Linked DNA regions of Mus musculus: region 2 is linked to region 1. The links are chromatin contacts, called in public Micro-C maps. All regions are on one chromosome and are shown on one strand. Each heading gives the region's core, a stretch centred on a gene start, on an enhancer-like site or on the middle of the called end of the contact. The rest is flanking DNA. Distances are from core to core; before and after follow the strand shown. Region 1 holds the start of Reps2 (RALBP1 associated Eps domain containing protein 2). Region 2 overlaps Reps2 (RALBP1 associated Eps domain containing protein 2).

Evidence for each region. A called contact is a pair of places that touch in the nucleus more often than the background predicts.
Region 2: a contact with region 1 is called in a Micro-C map of embryonic stem cells, with 2.4 times the contacts expected there. The contact joins the enhancer-like site here to the promoter of Reps2 in region 1. A contact is called at or near these places in 2 of 39 promoter capture datasets (both in liver), 6 of 484 Hi-C or Micro-C datasets (cerebral cortex, embryonic stem cells, muscle stem cells and 3 more), 2 of 115 datasets of contacts at active chromatin or transcription factors (bone marrow-derived macrophages and fibro-adipogenic progenitors) and 3 of 9 other capture datasets (adipose tissue, liver and pancreatic islet).

The regions. Positions count from the first base shown.
Region 1 is chrX:162,641,857-162,648,827 of GRCm38.p6, forward strand. It overlaps Reps2 (RALBP1 associated Eps domain containing protein 2), which reads right to left and starts at 1,802. Exons shown (of 18, transcript NM_178256.4): 1 at 1,418-1,802. The coding sequence starts at 1,651.
Region 2 is chrX:162,500,987-162,507,986 of GRCm38.p6, forward strand. It overlaps Reps2 (RALBP1 associated Eps domain containing protein 2), which reads right to left. Exons shown (of 18, transcript NM_178256.4): 12 at 6,621-6,666; 13 at 2,785-2,921. Among named protein-coding and RNA genes, the nearest start is that of Reps2, 140 kb to the right of the region's middle. Within about 2 kb of position 4,310, at least 8 of the 459 cell types and tissues checked have an H3K27ac peak or open chromatin away from gene starts, as enhancers often do. A contact at or near this core is called in embryonic stem cells, where this site is marked.

The DNA.
Region 1 (6,971 bases), core at 552-3,051:
TAAATTTATTATGCTCAGCAGTATTCTGAGGTCCTTGTAATAGTTTCTTTCAGAACACCAACTTCCTTATCACCCCGTGCAACTCAACTGCTTAGCAACTGTGGCAGAACTATCTTCTTATCACAGAATTCTACAGGAACAAACAGCCATGCTAAATTCTATGAATACTAATCATGTTCAGAAATCCTCAATTCGAAAGGTGAACCAAGTGGCTAAAATTATGCTCATAAACATAGGAGCATCTATGTATACCCCAGCAGTATAAAACAGTCTTGAGTGCCAGAAAGAAGGAAAGAAAGAAAGAAAGAAAGAAAGAAAGAAAGAAAGAAAGAAAGAAAGCGGGCCTCACAAAGGCAGAGAAAGATATGATAAGTGAACCATAAAACCGTCAGTACTTCCTAGGAACTACATTTTAAAGCATTTGCTCACCACTGTAAATATTCCATTGTTGCTAATAACTTTCACACTATTGCTTTTTAAGTATAGGTTCACATTTAGGGCTTGATATTAACAATATGATCCCCATTTACTGCTGGTAACATCAACCGACAGACAAAGGGCTTCCCAAGCAATTTCTCCAAGCCTCGAGGAAAGCACAAAACAGCACCTGCAGTGAATCACTCCTCCCTCCTTTCCAGGTACGGGGCAGACAGACAGAAGCTATGACACCGTCTGTTTCGTAACTCCACGTCAAAGTCAAGTGACAATAAGATGACAAACTACAGCTGTAGACTTCTGAATCCACCCCTGGACCCAAATGGGGAACTTACTTTGAACTTGATCAATGTTCCTATCTTGTAGCCCTGAGTCCCTGTTCTACAATTGGGCTTTAAGGTTTTCCAGTTCTATACTAATAATCAGAAATACATTAGTGAACAAATCTATGTAGCAGATATGTACATATCACAAGTATAAAGGACAACATGTAGCTGTAGGCCCAGAGCCTACAGACACACATGTACACACCCTTCAAGTTCAAATCCCAACAAGGCACCCCGAGAGTGTAGTCAACAAAGGGAGGGGCAGGAGCAAGGAACAGAGGTTAAAGCAAACAGCAGCCAAAACAAACATCACTTTCGGAACAGGGCAAACTTTGGGTCTGGGAGATTGTAGAACCCCCAGATATGATAGGGGTGTCAGACTTTCTCAAGAGACGAAGAGCACAGCCAAGCACTAGGCTAGGAGCAGATGAGCTGCAGAGGAGGCTGGTGTCCCTGGGGACAAGGGCGTCGCCGCCATCCTCGGCAAGAGAGCACCCCCCTTTTTTTTTTTTTTTTTTTTTTTTTTTTTTTGCGGTCCTGGCCACCGCCCTCCAGATCTCCGGGAATAGTCCCTGGGAATAGTCGTTGTTGCCCCATTCTTCCCATAGACACTGCCCCCACAGACCAGAGAGGGATAAAAGAGCGCAGAGACATACCTGGTGCAATGTCTCTGGTGGCAGCTGCGACGCTCGAAACAGATCAGCTACTGGACCAGCGGCCGCAGTGGCAGTGCCGGGGGCGACCCTGGTAGCCTCGGGGGGACCAGGTCCGGGGCCCCCGCTTGCAGCGCCCGCACAGCGCGCGAAGAGCTCAGAGTAGCACTGCTGCTCGCTATCGCTCAGCAGCAAAGGCGGCCCGGCGCCGCAGCCTCCGCCCGCTGCCACTTCCATAGGGCCTTCTGTAGCGTCCGAACCGACCGCCTTCCCTGGCCGAGGTGCTGGTGCTGCCGCCAGGGCCACCACCGCCGCCTCGGCCTCCGAAGCCGCCGCCCCCACGCCCCGCAGCTGCAGCGCCGCCGCTTCCTCCAAGAGAGCGCCGGCCCCGCCCCCTCCGGGCTTGAATGTTGTGCCTCCTCTGCGCGGCACATGGAGACAGGCGCGGCGCTGACCAATCACAGCCCGAAATCCCACCTGGGCCCCTCCCCGAAAGCCCGCCCCGCTCCGCCCCTTCGCCAGGTAAGGAACGCAACTCTGGCTGCCGCCCTCCCAAGCCTTTCACCTGCTCTGCAAGGGAGGCCAGGCAGAGAGAGCTGCTGCCAACGCCCACCTAGCCCACCGTGTTCCTGAGGGGCATCTTGGGCTCTCCACCCTGGCTAAGAAGGGAACATCTGGACACACACACAAGAAAAAGAGTTTTTCAGGGGATGGGGAAAACTGAGATGTTGTCTCATTAGGAGTCCCATAGGGATGTGGTGTCCAATTAGAAAAAGGACCAGTCACAAAAAGTTGGATTTCCCTTCCTCCTATGTCCTGAAAAGCTAAAAAAAAAAAAAAAAAAAAACAACCAAACAAACAAAAACAAAGATGTGAATGGGGTCCCAGCAGCACCCCAGAGATGATGGGGTTTGGCCACTTTCTCAGGTATGGCTGGGATCTGGATTTGAACCTTACTGAGAAGTGCCAGAAGGTATTTCTTGAAGAAGGTACTTCAGAAGGTCCTTGAGAAAGAAGTGGGAAGAGGCGTTTTGGGGTTTTGTTTGTTTGTTTGTTTTTCAGATATGAGGTCCATTATGCTCCACTGCTTGACTGAAATCTGGGAAACAGTTGGTGAGAGACACTATCTGGAAAATTTATGCTTCTTAAGTCCTGAAAGTACTGACCTCTGTAACACAGAGTCCTCACTTTCTGGAAGGATTTTTTTATTTTCTTATTTTTTTTTTTTTAGACAAGGTCTTTTCTTAAGACATCTGGCTCAGAAAACACTTCTTTTGGCAGGAAAACAACAGTTTTTTACATTTTGTCCAAAATTTATTTGTCCAAGTTCCTACCAAAAAAGTCAACACTGGAACTCAGAACTTTAAAACCCAGTGTGCGTGTGCGTGTGCGTGTGCGTGTGTGTGTGTGTGTGTGTGTGTGTGTGTGTGTGTGTGTGTGTTCAAATGGGCTTCTTCCCTGATGGCTATTGCTCTAGCCAAAAGTGTGGTGGTTCTTGTTTGTAACCTTAACACTAGGAGGCTGGGGCAGGGGAATGACCAAAATTTTGAATCTACTCTAGCTACACTGTGAATTACAAGCTAGCCTGCAAAAAAAAGGGGGGGGGATCCACAAATAATATACTAGAAGAAAAACGTCTGCCCCACAACAGTGTTGAAAATGTCAGTTATAAGTCTTGTATATTTGCATTTTTTCCAAAAGAAAAATCTGTTTTTTATTTTTTAGGGCAGGGTCTCTCTACATAGCCCTGGCTGTCCTAGAACTCTCTGTGGCCTCAAACCATGCTGACCTCAAACTCATGGAGATCTGCCTGTTTCTGCCTCCCGAGTGCTGGGATAAAAGACATGTGCCACCACACTGGGTTCCAAAAGAAAAATCTTAAGTGCCATTGTTCTTGAGAAGAGTTGCACAAATGTAACCATTGTACATGCATGCCTCATGCCAAAACACTAACCAAAAAGGGGAAACCTCTTTGTGATTAAACACTAATTAAAGGACCTGTTAGACCTAGACCTGGTGTCACATACCTTTGTAAACCCAGAACTCACGATGCAGAGGCCAAAGGATCTCTGTGAGTTTGAGACCAGCCTGGGCTACTGAGTCTCATGCCAGCCAGGGCTACATAGTGATAAAAGAGGGATAAAAGAATATGTGTGTATTAAGAATATATATATATTCCATCCCAAACAGTTTTTTATTAAAAGCGTGAAGCAGTCAGATGTAGCAAATACCTGTAATCCTGCCACTCCAGAGACAGAGACCACTCCAGAGAAGACCCATTGCAAGAACAGTAACAACACAAAAAAGCAAAAGCCGAAAACAAGTCAAAAATACTATCAAGGATAACAAGCACACTTTGATATTATAGTCAACTAAAATAAGGACCAATGGAAGGAAGAGAAAAGAATGAAGAAGTCAAAAGATGGAAAAGCAGACAAGGAAAAGGGAAGAAAGAGATGTACAAAAGAAAAAAGAAACGTGTCAACCTCAATTATAGCCAGAGTTATACTTCCCTTTTGGACTCTGGAGAAATAAAATATAGACGATTCATGGTGGAGGTATGACTCAGTAGCACAGCATTTGCTCAGCATGTGCCAAACACAAGTCTGTCCTCCAGTACCAGAGAAGAAAAAGTAAAGATTCAGCCCAAGCATGTTAGCAGCTAAGTGCACGTGAACGTGTAGACAAGCTCCGATGCACTGTCTGGTTTTTTTTTTCTGCTTGTAAAATTTCATAAGACTTTAGCAAGAACGTTGAACAAAGCCAGAGGCATTCTTGTTATCTTTATAATGCAAACTGATCAAGTCCAAAAGAGTTGCCTGTTTTTTGTAGCTTTCTGAACACTGGCTAAATGACCATAAGCTAAGTACAACCAGAAATGTGTGTCTTCTCCTTGAACTAGCACCTTAAACTGAGCATGCTCAGAAATGTGCCTGCCCATAAAGGGTTTTCATATATGTATGTGTGTCCACTCCTGGAATAAAATCCCCATGCTTCCTTTGTTCACTAAGGTACTGTTTCGGACATAACTCATCTTACCCAGTAAAGTTATTAACATTTCAGCACTCATATTCCCTGCCCTGCCCTTGCCTGTCTTAGCTTTGCACTCAACAGGAGGTGAACCTAGGTTTGCTTACAAATGCAGAAAATTTCTCTTTTCAAAGCTTTCATTCCTCATTCCACATTTTGCTTCAGAACTGCTGACAGAGACGACCGCAGCAATACACAAAGGATGAAGTAGAGAAATAGCAGAGTCTGTCTGGCTCTAGAAAATTTCTACTTCAAAATCTCATCACACTTTCCATGACTGTCATGCCTTTTCAGGAACATAGAAGCCATGAGATAGGTTATTCTCTTCCTACTTTTCCAATCTGTCTCTGCTCTCCTGAAGAGTAGCCACATGACAGAGTAGTCTGCTCTATATGATAGGCAACAAGCCTCACTTCCCCCAAGCACTCCTGCAAGAACAAATATAGGATATCATAGCCACTGATATAAAAAGCTTTACATGGTATTGTTGTACACACTAGTCTAAGGTAGCTTAGGAAGATGATAGATAGATAGATAGATAGATAGATAGATAGATAGATAGATAGATAGATAGATAGTGACAAGGTCTCTTGTAGCACAGGCTGGCCTTGAACTCCTGATCTTCCTGCCTCCACCTGCTCTGTACTGTGGTTACAGGCCTGCAACACCTCATCCAGTCAGAAAGACACTTTCTTGAAAGAAAAGACCTCATTTTGTATACCAGGCTGCCCTCAAGTCTGTGATCCTCCTGCCTCTACTTCCCAAATGCTAGAATTACAGGTGCATGTCCCTGTCATGGTCCAAAGGAGAAAGGCCTCCCACAGACTCACATATTTGAACACTTGGTTTCCTGCTGGTTGCACTGTTTGGAGAGGTATAGGTGATAAATGGCCTTGCTGGAGGAGGTGCATCACTGGGGGCAGACTTTGAGAATTATGAGCCTCACACCATTTCCAGTCCACTCTCTTCACGGTTGTGGTTGAAGTTGTGAGCTCTCTGCTCCTTCTACCAGGTCTACCATTTGCCTTCATGTCTCCCCGACATCATGGATATGTGTATCCCTCTAGAACCATAAGCCAAGATCAACTCTTTCTTTGGTAGGTTGTTTTTGATCATGGTGACTTTAGAACAGCAACAGAGAAATAATACAGTCACTAGGACCAACAAGAAGGCATTTTAATCCTCATTTGACAGGTATGAGTTGTCCAACTGGGTACCACATTTGGAGCTCGCTTCCTTCATTACTCAAGCCGGTTCAATAAAGCTGACAAATATTTATCAAGCAGCAGATATTACAATGTGGATTATTAAAATGTTGATCTGGAGGAAGTCTCACATCTATGCCTGTCAATCTATAAATAAAATAATCAATATTTATTGATAAGGCAAGGGGTGCTTACCCTGTGTGTGCTGGAATACTTCAAAGAATTTAAAAAAAAAATACACGATATGTAGCTTTCAAGGAATCAACAACCTCACTAGAAAAGTCAAGGATTAGCACAACAAAGAAAACTAAATGAGACAATGTATAATTAAGTGCTAAGTTGTGTACCCCGGGCTAAGTACTGTGGGAGTTTGGAAATTAGAAACCAGTCAATGAGCCAGTGCTAACCCAAGAAGACTCAACAAGAGGACTGGTGTCTGCTGAGACTAAATGGATCTGGGAAGGGTAAATGGATGGGACAGTGGGGGTGGGGAGAGAGGATGACCCTGGCAAAGATAAGCACACCAGAGACTCCTCGGCAGCCTGAGTGAAGAAAAAAGCCAACTGCACTAGACAGGTGAGCAGCTTCTGCTGCAAGCCTCCAGGCTGCAGGGGAGATCCTGACCAGCCAAGATGAAGGGGAACATTCGGAAGGGGTCTGGCAGCAGTAATATGTAACCTAGAAAACGACAGAGGGAACGTGCCACATTAAGTGTTCTTACTAAGTCAATCAGAGTGGTTCAAGCCTACAACCCCAGCACTTGGCCAAAGCAGGCAGACCTTGTGAATTGTTGGATCTACATGAGGTGTGCTAGGCCAGCCAGGGCTATTCAGCAACAGCAGCAGCAGCAGCAGCAACAACAACAGAAGTAGTAATAGTAGTAGTAGTAATATCTTTTCTAAAGAAAAAAACTTTAATAATGGGCGGAAATTAATGGAGTGCTCAATTTTGACACCAAATAATCACTTATTTCATTTTAACTTTTTCTTCTTGCTAATACTGAGTTCAGGTAAGTCTATCAGTATGAGAGGGAATTCTGTTCCCCTGGCCACATTTTTTTCTCTGTTGTTCCTCCTATGGGGCTGCAAACCCCTTCAGTTCCTTGGGTCCTTTCTCTAGCTCCTCCATTGGGGACTTTGTGCTTTGTCCAATGGATGGCTGTGAGCATCCACTTCTGTATTTGTCAGACTCTGGCAGAGCCTCTCAGGAGACAGCTATACCCGGCTCCTGTCAGCAAGCACTTGTTGGCATCCACAATAGTGTCTGGGTTTGATAATTGTATATGAGATGGATCCCCAGGTGGGACAGTCAAACCCAATTTT
Region 2 (7,000 bases), core at 3,060-5,559, 140 kb before region 1:
ACAAAAGTAGATGCAATGTATGGTGGTTTGAGTGAGATGTCCCTCCTATTCTCAGGCATTTGAATATTTGGCCCTGCTGGTGGCCCTGTTTAGGCAAGCCTAAGAAGTGTGGCCTTACTGGAGGGGGAATTATGCCACTGAGGACCGGTTTTGAGAGCTTGAGGGCCTGTGCTTTTTCGGGTTTCTCTCTGTTTCCTGCTTGTGGTTTAAGATGTAAGCTGCCAGTTTTCTGCTTGCTGCTCCACTTCTCCAACCACCATGGTGATGACTGGTCTCATTCCTCTGGAACTGTAAGCCCTTCTGTAAGCTCCCTTGATCTCGGGGCTATATCACAGCAATAGAAACCTAAGACACAATAACACCTGCCTTTTATACTATAGAAACATTCTATTCCTCATGAGATAAATTTAAACTGCTTGTTAAAAGTTCATTTCTGTAAGCCTTCTCTGTAAGTACTTGAGAGACTGATGCAGGAGGATTCCCCTAAAAGTTCTAGACTACCCTGGGACTACATAGTGATTCTGAGGCCAGCCTGGCCTAAAGAGTGAGACCCTATATGAAAACAAAACAAAAAATATCCAGTTGTGTACACCTATGCTTAAAAGACAGTGGAATTAGGCTATGAATGCAGATCTCTCTGCCCAGCTATTATTATTATTATCATCATCATCATCATCATTTGTGCGCATGTACTTTGCCTGCGTATAAGTCTGTGAGCCACATACATGCAGTGTCCATGGAGGCCAGAGAGCGTTGGATGCCCTGGAACTGGAGTTACGGATACTTAGAGTAGCCATGTGGGTGCTGGGATCTGAATCTAGGCCCCTCTGGAAGAGTGACCCATACTCTTAACAATTGGGTCATCTTTCCTAGTGCCCTATCAGCTATTTTTAATGCAACTATTAAATTTATCTAGACATAATGAAAGAGTTCTCTCCAACACATTTATCAAACCAAAATACTTTTCATCAAGAAATACATGTCACCATTGAAGATGTTAAAAGACACTGCCTGAATTCAGAATGTCCCTAAAGCAGCCTTAAGAAGGGAACTTCAGGGTACATCTTATATAGTTATGGGCAAAGTTAGACAGAGCAGGGGGGACAGAAACATATAAGATTTGTTAACAAATAGGTGCGATGACAAACTAAACCGTACTCTGATATTTCTGTAAGCATTCTAAAAAAACTTTCTGGAAAGAATCACAGAACTATCCACTGGCGTCAAGGGAGTGCTGGGGCTTTGTCTTCATCACTCGAAAACAAAGTATCGGGGCTGCCCCTGGAACTTTTCATCCATGGAAATGTGAGCCTTGGGTACATATTAAGGCCAAGCAGGTTAACATTTGAAGTATGTTTATCAACTAACCAAAGCTTTACAATCCCAAGTGCACATATTGGCCTTACTTTAAGATAAAAAATCTGGGGCAAAAGATTAGCTCACTCTCTGAAACACAAACAGGCAAAAAGCATCGACCCATGCTCCAAATACACTGAGATCCACATAACGTTTCCATTCTCAGTCCATGCAAGGGAAAGACACTGACACAGCTATCCATATCATTTTAGTCTTCTTGCAATCACAGTAGAGTCTTCTAGTTCCTAATCCTATATCCATGTGAAAATTTCATAATCTCATCAACCTATGGCTACTCTTACCCTAAAGACCTATGAAATTATGTCAGAATTTGGAACAAAGTATAGTGGAAGATTTAAGAGAAATTTTGATCTGATGAACTCGTTGCAGAGAATCAGTTTGATAGAGAAGTCCCAATTTGTGTATATTTAAAAAACCATCTATACCTTCACTATAAGAAGAGTATTTACTAGAACATGGGAACACCCTGAGCTCTGCCAGGACACGGAGCTCATGCCAATGAGACGCTGTGCTTTAGTAGAAGCGGTAATCATCTACACATCACTACCAGGCAAGTCTGCCTTGATTTAAACTGCATACAGATCGAGAAAACATTTCAGGAAATTCTATTGATAGTTCGCTTACATACATCAGTGGAAAGGCCCTTGTAGCTCCCCTCATGACGGCTGAGACAATCTGCTGTCACCTGTGCTGAAGCAAAGGCGTGTTTCCTACATTTTGTTCCTCGGCTTTCCTAGGAGGACACACCCTACCTACCTCACAGGAAGTAAAGGAAAAGGCCGTCCTCTCTGACACCTCTGGCCCCAGTGCAGCTATACAGCTCTGCTGACTCAAAACTAATTCCCAGAAACTCCAAAGCAGCCCACCCACAAGCCCCACGGCTCTATACCCCTACCCAGCACCCAAACATCATTCAGATTTGGAGTCTTCTGAATTGAACCCTAAGAACACAAGGATAAACTCCCATAGAAGGTTCTGGCCAGGGGCTGGTCACTGAGCTCTGACCTCAAAAACACACATAATGTGTCAGGAAAATAGCAGTGATCTTACTTTAAAATTACCATGATATAGAGGACAAGACTGCAGCCAGGCAGGCTCACAGTGGGCAGTCTGCAGTTGAAGCATTTTTGTTCTCCTACTTAAAAAAAAAAAAAAAAAAAACGAACTTCATAATTCTTGATTCTTGGCAGTGTGGGAAAGTCTCCAGCCCCATATGCTATGCATCTGTCTGGGATTTTTTTTTCCTGCCCAAGAATATCATAGCAACATAAAGACTTGCATGGCAAGGAAAGCTGCCAGGTCTGTGTGCTCTTTTCCCTAACACAGAGGCCTCTGCAGCAGGGATGTATGTGCACTGGCTCCAACAGGCAAGGGAACAGCTTGGGTAGATGCAGAGGGACACTTCACCTGGCGCACTGGGCAGGAAGACTTTATTCAGATCCAAGGAGGAGGCTCTGGAATGGGTTTTCTGTGGCCGTGGTGGTGGGGTGGGAGGGTCCTCACCCCTTTTCATGGCCTCTTCTATGGAGGTGCTAGAGTAAGATCTGTAGCAAAATAAGGGAAGGTCAGAGCAAAAGAGCAGAGCTTTATTCCCTGAAGCTGGGTGGAAACAGAGAATACCCCAATGTCAAAATGACTGCAGAGAACAGGCAAGGTGCCAAAGGGCAGCTAGAAATTCTACTGTCCCTTAAATGCCATTGCGTATAATAATTGTCCAAACCCAGCCATTACTGGGATCTTTTGCCCTTAGTATATTATTAGGCCTAAATTTACAACTTCTCCAAAAATGGTTTATATAAATTCAAATCAGTTTCTGTGATAGTTGTTAATAAGAACAATGTGTAAATAAGCCTTTCAGCTTGCAGCCTTCTGTGTTTGAGGAAAAGGGCTTCATGGTATTAACTGATTAAAACCCTGGTTTACTCACAGTGTGATCGCAGGCAAATGTGGAATTGAGACAGCCACACTGACCAAGAACTCAAACACAAGGCTTATACCACAAACGATGCTTCATTCAGAAAGGGAAACACAGCAATCAGCTTCAGGAGGTAAGCCAGCCTTGTCCTAAGAGGGTTTATGGAAATTTTCAAAGCAAAGGCTTAACTTGAACTTTCTTTAAAGTGCTTTAAAGTGAGGCAAAGCACAGCTAACTTGGTGACTTCTGACACTATAATAATAGCATTTAAAAAAAATGGAAGGAAAAAGCCAGAATCTTGCAAACTCTGATCTGTTTCAGTTTTTAAGGTGTTGGTTCAGTGCTTGTGAAACAGAGAGTAAATCTTCCTGGAGTAGTAGCTAGGATATTGGCAACATACTTGTTTTCTATGTTAATGCAATAACATACTTTTTGGTTTATTAATATGGACGAGTTCCTAATATGATGATCAGGAAAAACACGGAGATATGTGTGTCCATCTCTGCTGTTCACTTTCTCAGCTGACTTCATGACAAAGCAGAAAGCAGAAAATTACCTCTGAAGCAAGATACATCTGAGAAAGAAATTACCTTCAGGAAACTTGCTTTTGTAATTAGCTATTACAACAGTTCTTACTAAATCAGAGTTGATCGATGGCTATTAAACTCCTTTAGTTTTGGTAAAGCTGTTTTTGACAAAGCAAAGTTTTGCTTGCTTTGAACTTTTGTTAGGTCTGTTCTTTGACCACTTCATATATGTGTAATGTGCATGTGGATTATTACAGCCCCCTCTCTAAATTCCCTCCCATTTCTACTATTCCTGCTTCTTCCCAAGTCTCCTTCCCACATTCATGAGGTTTTTTGCTTGTTATTTTGTTTTGTTTCTTTGCTCATTAGACCCACTGAGGTTTATTGTGTGACTACAGACTTGAAACTTTCGATTTGTGCCTGGTGAACTCCTTGGTGGGTATGCAACTAGACACAATGGCTGCTCTTCTTCCAGAATCCGTCAGTAACCAATAGTTCAGCAGGGAGGGGCAGGGTCCCAAGAGGTCCAATTCATAGTCAAATGTTGCTAGGCAATGTTTTTCTTTTCAAAAAACAAAAGCTTCCCAAAGGTCTTTCTGTGGTGTCTACAGGTTTTGTTTGTCTTGCAAGGAAGCAGTCTTTAAGTCAACCATAATAATGGTTTGGGGGAATTCTCTTTGTTTGATTCTTGTACTGTATCTGGCTAGACAGTCAAGGCAAACAAAGACTAGAGCTAAGGGAAAAATTCTCTAACTCTGTCAAACAGAACCAAAGGGAATCAACAACTGTTCATCAAGTAAGCTAGAGTTCCTAGCTAGAAGTTTAAAAAAAAAAAGCTTTCTATGCCATGTACAGCTTTGGTGACATGTTCTACACAAGGAAGAAAAAATAAGTATAGAAACATAAGTGTATCAGTTTGTGTGAGCATGCATATGCTTGTACACATATATACATACTATCCCATACTCATATATGTACATACATATACATACTATCCCACACTTCCTTCCTGTATATGATCTCCATGTTTATATTTTTACATGGAAAGGTAATCAATATCAAATAAGTAAGACTGTATGGCATGACTGTGACCAGGTAAACCAAAACATAATGTGCAAGGGATCGGCAAAATGATGGACAACATCATAGCAGAATGGTCATTTTCCCTCTTACCCTTATACTTCTACAAATTCTTACCACTTGACAAATGAGAATAAAGATGGTTTGACAGTCTTGATCTCAGTAAATAATCCGTTAGAAATAAGGAAAATAAAATTATCCATATTGGACCAAGGGTCCAACCTCTGAAAGAATAATACATTAAATTTGTCCAGTCCATTACTAGTGGAGGATGTGCCTTTGGGATTTTGTACTTTCATTCATAGTGAGAGGAGAGAAGAACTCATCAAAAGCTATATTATGAAGTTCAATTCAATGGCTAATATCGTATATATCAAAGCCATATTTATGAAGTTGTTTGTGGCTAATATAGTATACATCAGCTCATTTCTGCAATTCATGGAAGGCCTTTCTTTTTTAAAAAGAGATTATTTGTTTGTTTGTTTATGTATATGAGTACATTGTTGCTATCTCCAGGCACACCAGAAGAGGGCATCAGATCCCACTGCAAATGGTTGTGAGCCACCATGTGGTTGCTGGGAATTAAACTCAGGACCTCTGGAAGAGCAGTCAGTGCTCTTAACCACTGAGCCATCTATCCAGCCCATGGAAGGCCTTTCTTATTGTAAATGTAGGTTAATATTATCATTTCTGTATCCCAGAGCTAGTACAGACTAATATGTAAAGAATCTGCCAATCCTTAAAAGAAAAAAGAATGATTAAATATGGTCACCAAAGAAAAAGTGACCATACTTTTCTTTTTACTGAAATTGTTGTTTAAAATATATATTAATATAAGTATCTGTGGCCTATATGAACAAGAAAGTGAAGCCTAAATTGTTTGATTTACATTTAGGTAGTGTTCCTTAACTTTCAAGTGCATAAAATATGATATGGTTTAAATCAACTTGCGGAGTGGTGGAGAGGAGCTGAAGCTGAAGGAGGAAAAGAAGTCCCTGAGGGTTAGAGCCAAGCAAAGCAAACAAACAAACAAAAAACACAACCAACCATGTGGTAGCCCATACTACACTACAGCTCTACTGCTTAAAAGTGGCCCCGATATTTCTTGTCTTCAGTGTCCTAGCTCTTTCGGTGTCTCTGGATTTCCCCTCTGCTCCTCCATTCCAAAGCTGATAACAGCCACGCTCTGTTCTTTTGGTTCTCCTCTTTTGTTGATGGCTATTTTAGAACTGTGAAGCTGAGAAAAGACACCAAGAATGGCTCACACAGACTCTAGGTAGTGCTTACCTGAAGCCCGGTGCCTCCTTGAAGTCACCATAAACATTTTCCCTTCTATAGATTTTCTGTTCCTGAGTTCTTACTGTTTCGGTGTTCACATTCACAGAAATGTTAGTTGTTGCCTTTTAGCCCTAATTCTCTCTTAACAAAGCTATACACCTACCCCAGCTCAGTCATGTTACACAAACTACTTCCTGTCAGGGGTCCAGATAACACCTAGCCACCATCTTCTAGCACTAATGCCCACAAAGACTAAAAGGCTCTCCAGCATCACTGTGTAATCGAGGCAGGCCACTCTTGAGAAGTGAAATGACCCACATCTTTAGATTTAAATCGAAAGGTAAACCAGATAGTGATTTGGATGTGGTTTGGGGGATTTTTATTTACTTCTAGGCAGGGAAAAGGCACAACAGGCACCAAATGAGAAATTAAATAAACACTACCTGGATCTTGGTCTTGCTTTGAGACTGTTGTAGTCCTTAGAAGTTGCTGAAACAAAAGATTATTTGTTGGTTGCTTGGCTTCTCATTTCTCAGCTAATCAGGGTAGTAAGTAGCACCTAGGCTAGTACAGAACGCAGCAACACGCAAAACTGAGGTTGATGTACCCATGTGAGAACGCAGGGGCTTCCACACTATGATAATTCTTATTTTACTTTTAAAGTTAAAGGCAAGAGAGGGAAAGAAGTCCAGCAAGTTTTCTTTCATAGAAACACTGAGAGACCATTCTCAAGTCTAAAATTTTTTTAAGTCTAAATGGATTAATGGAGACATTCCAAGATAAAAAGACAACCTACTTAAAAGTTTGTCTTTTTATATGATAG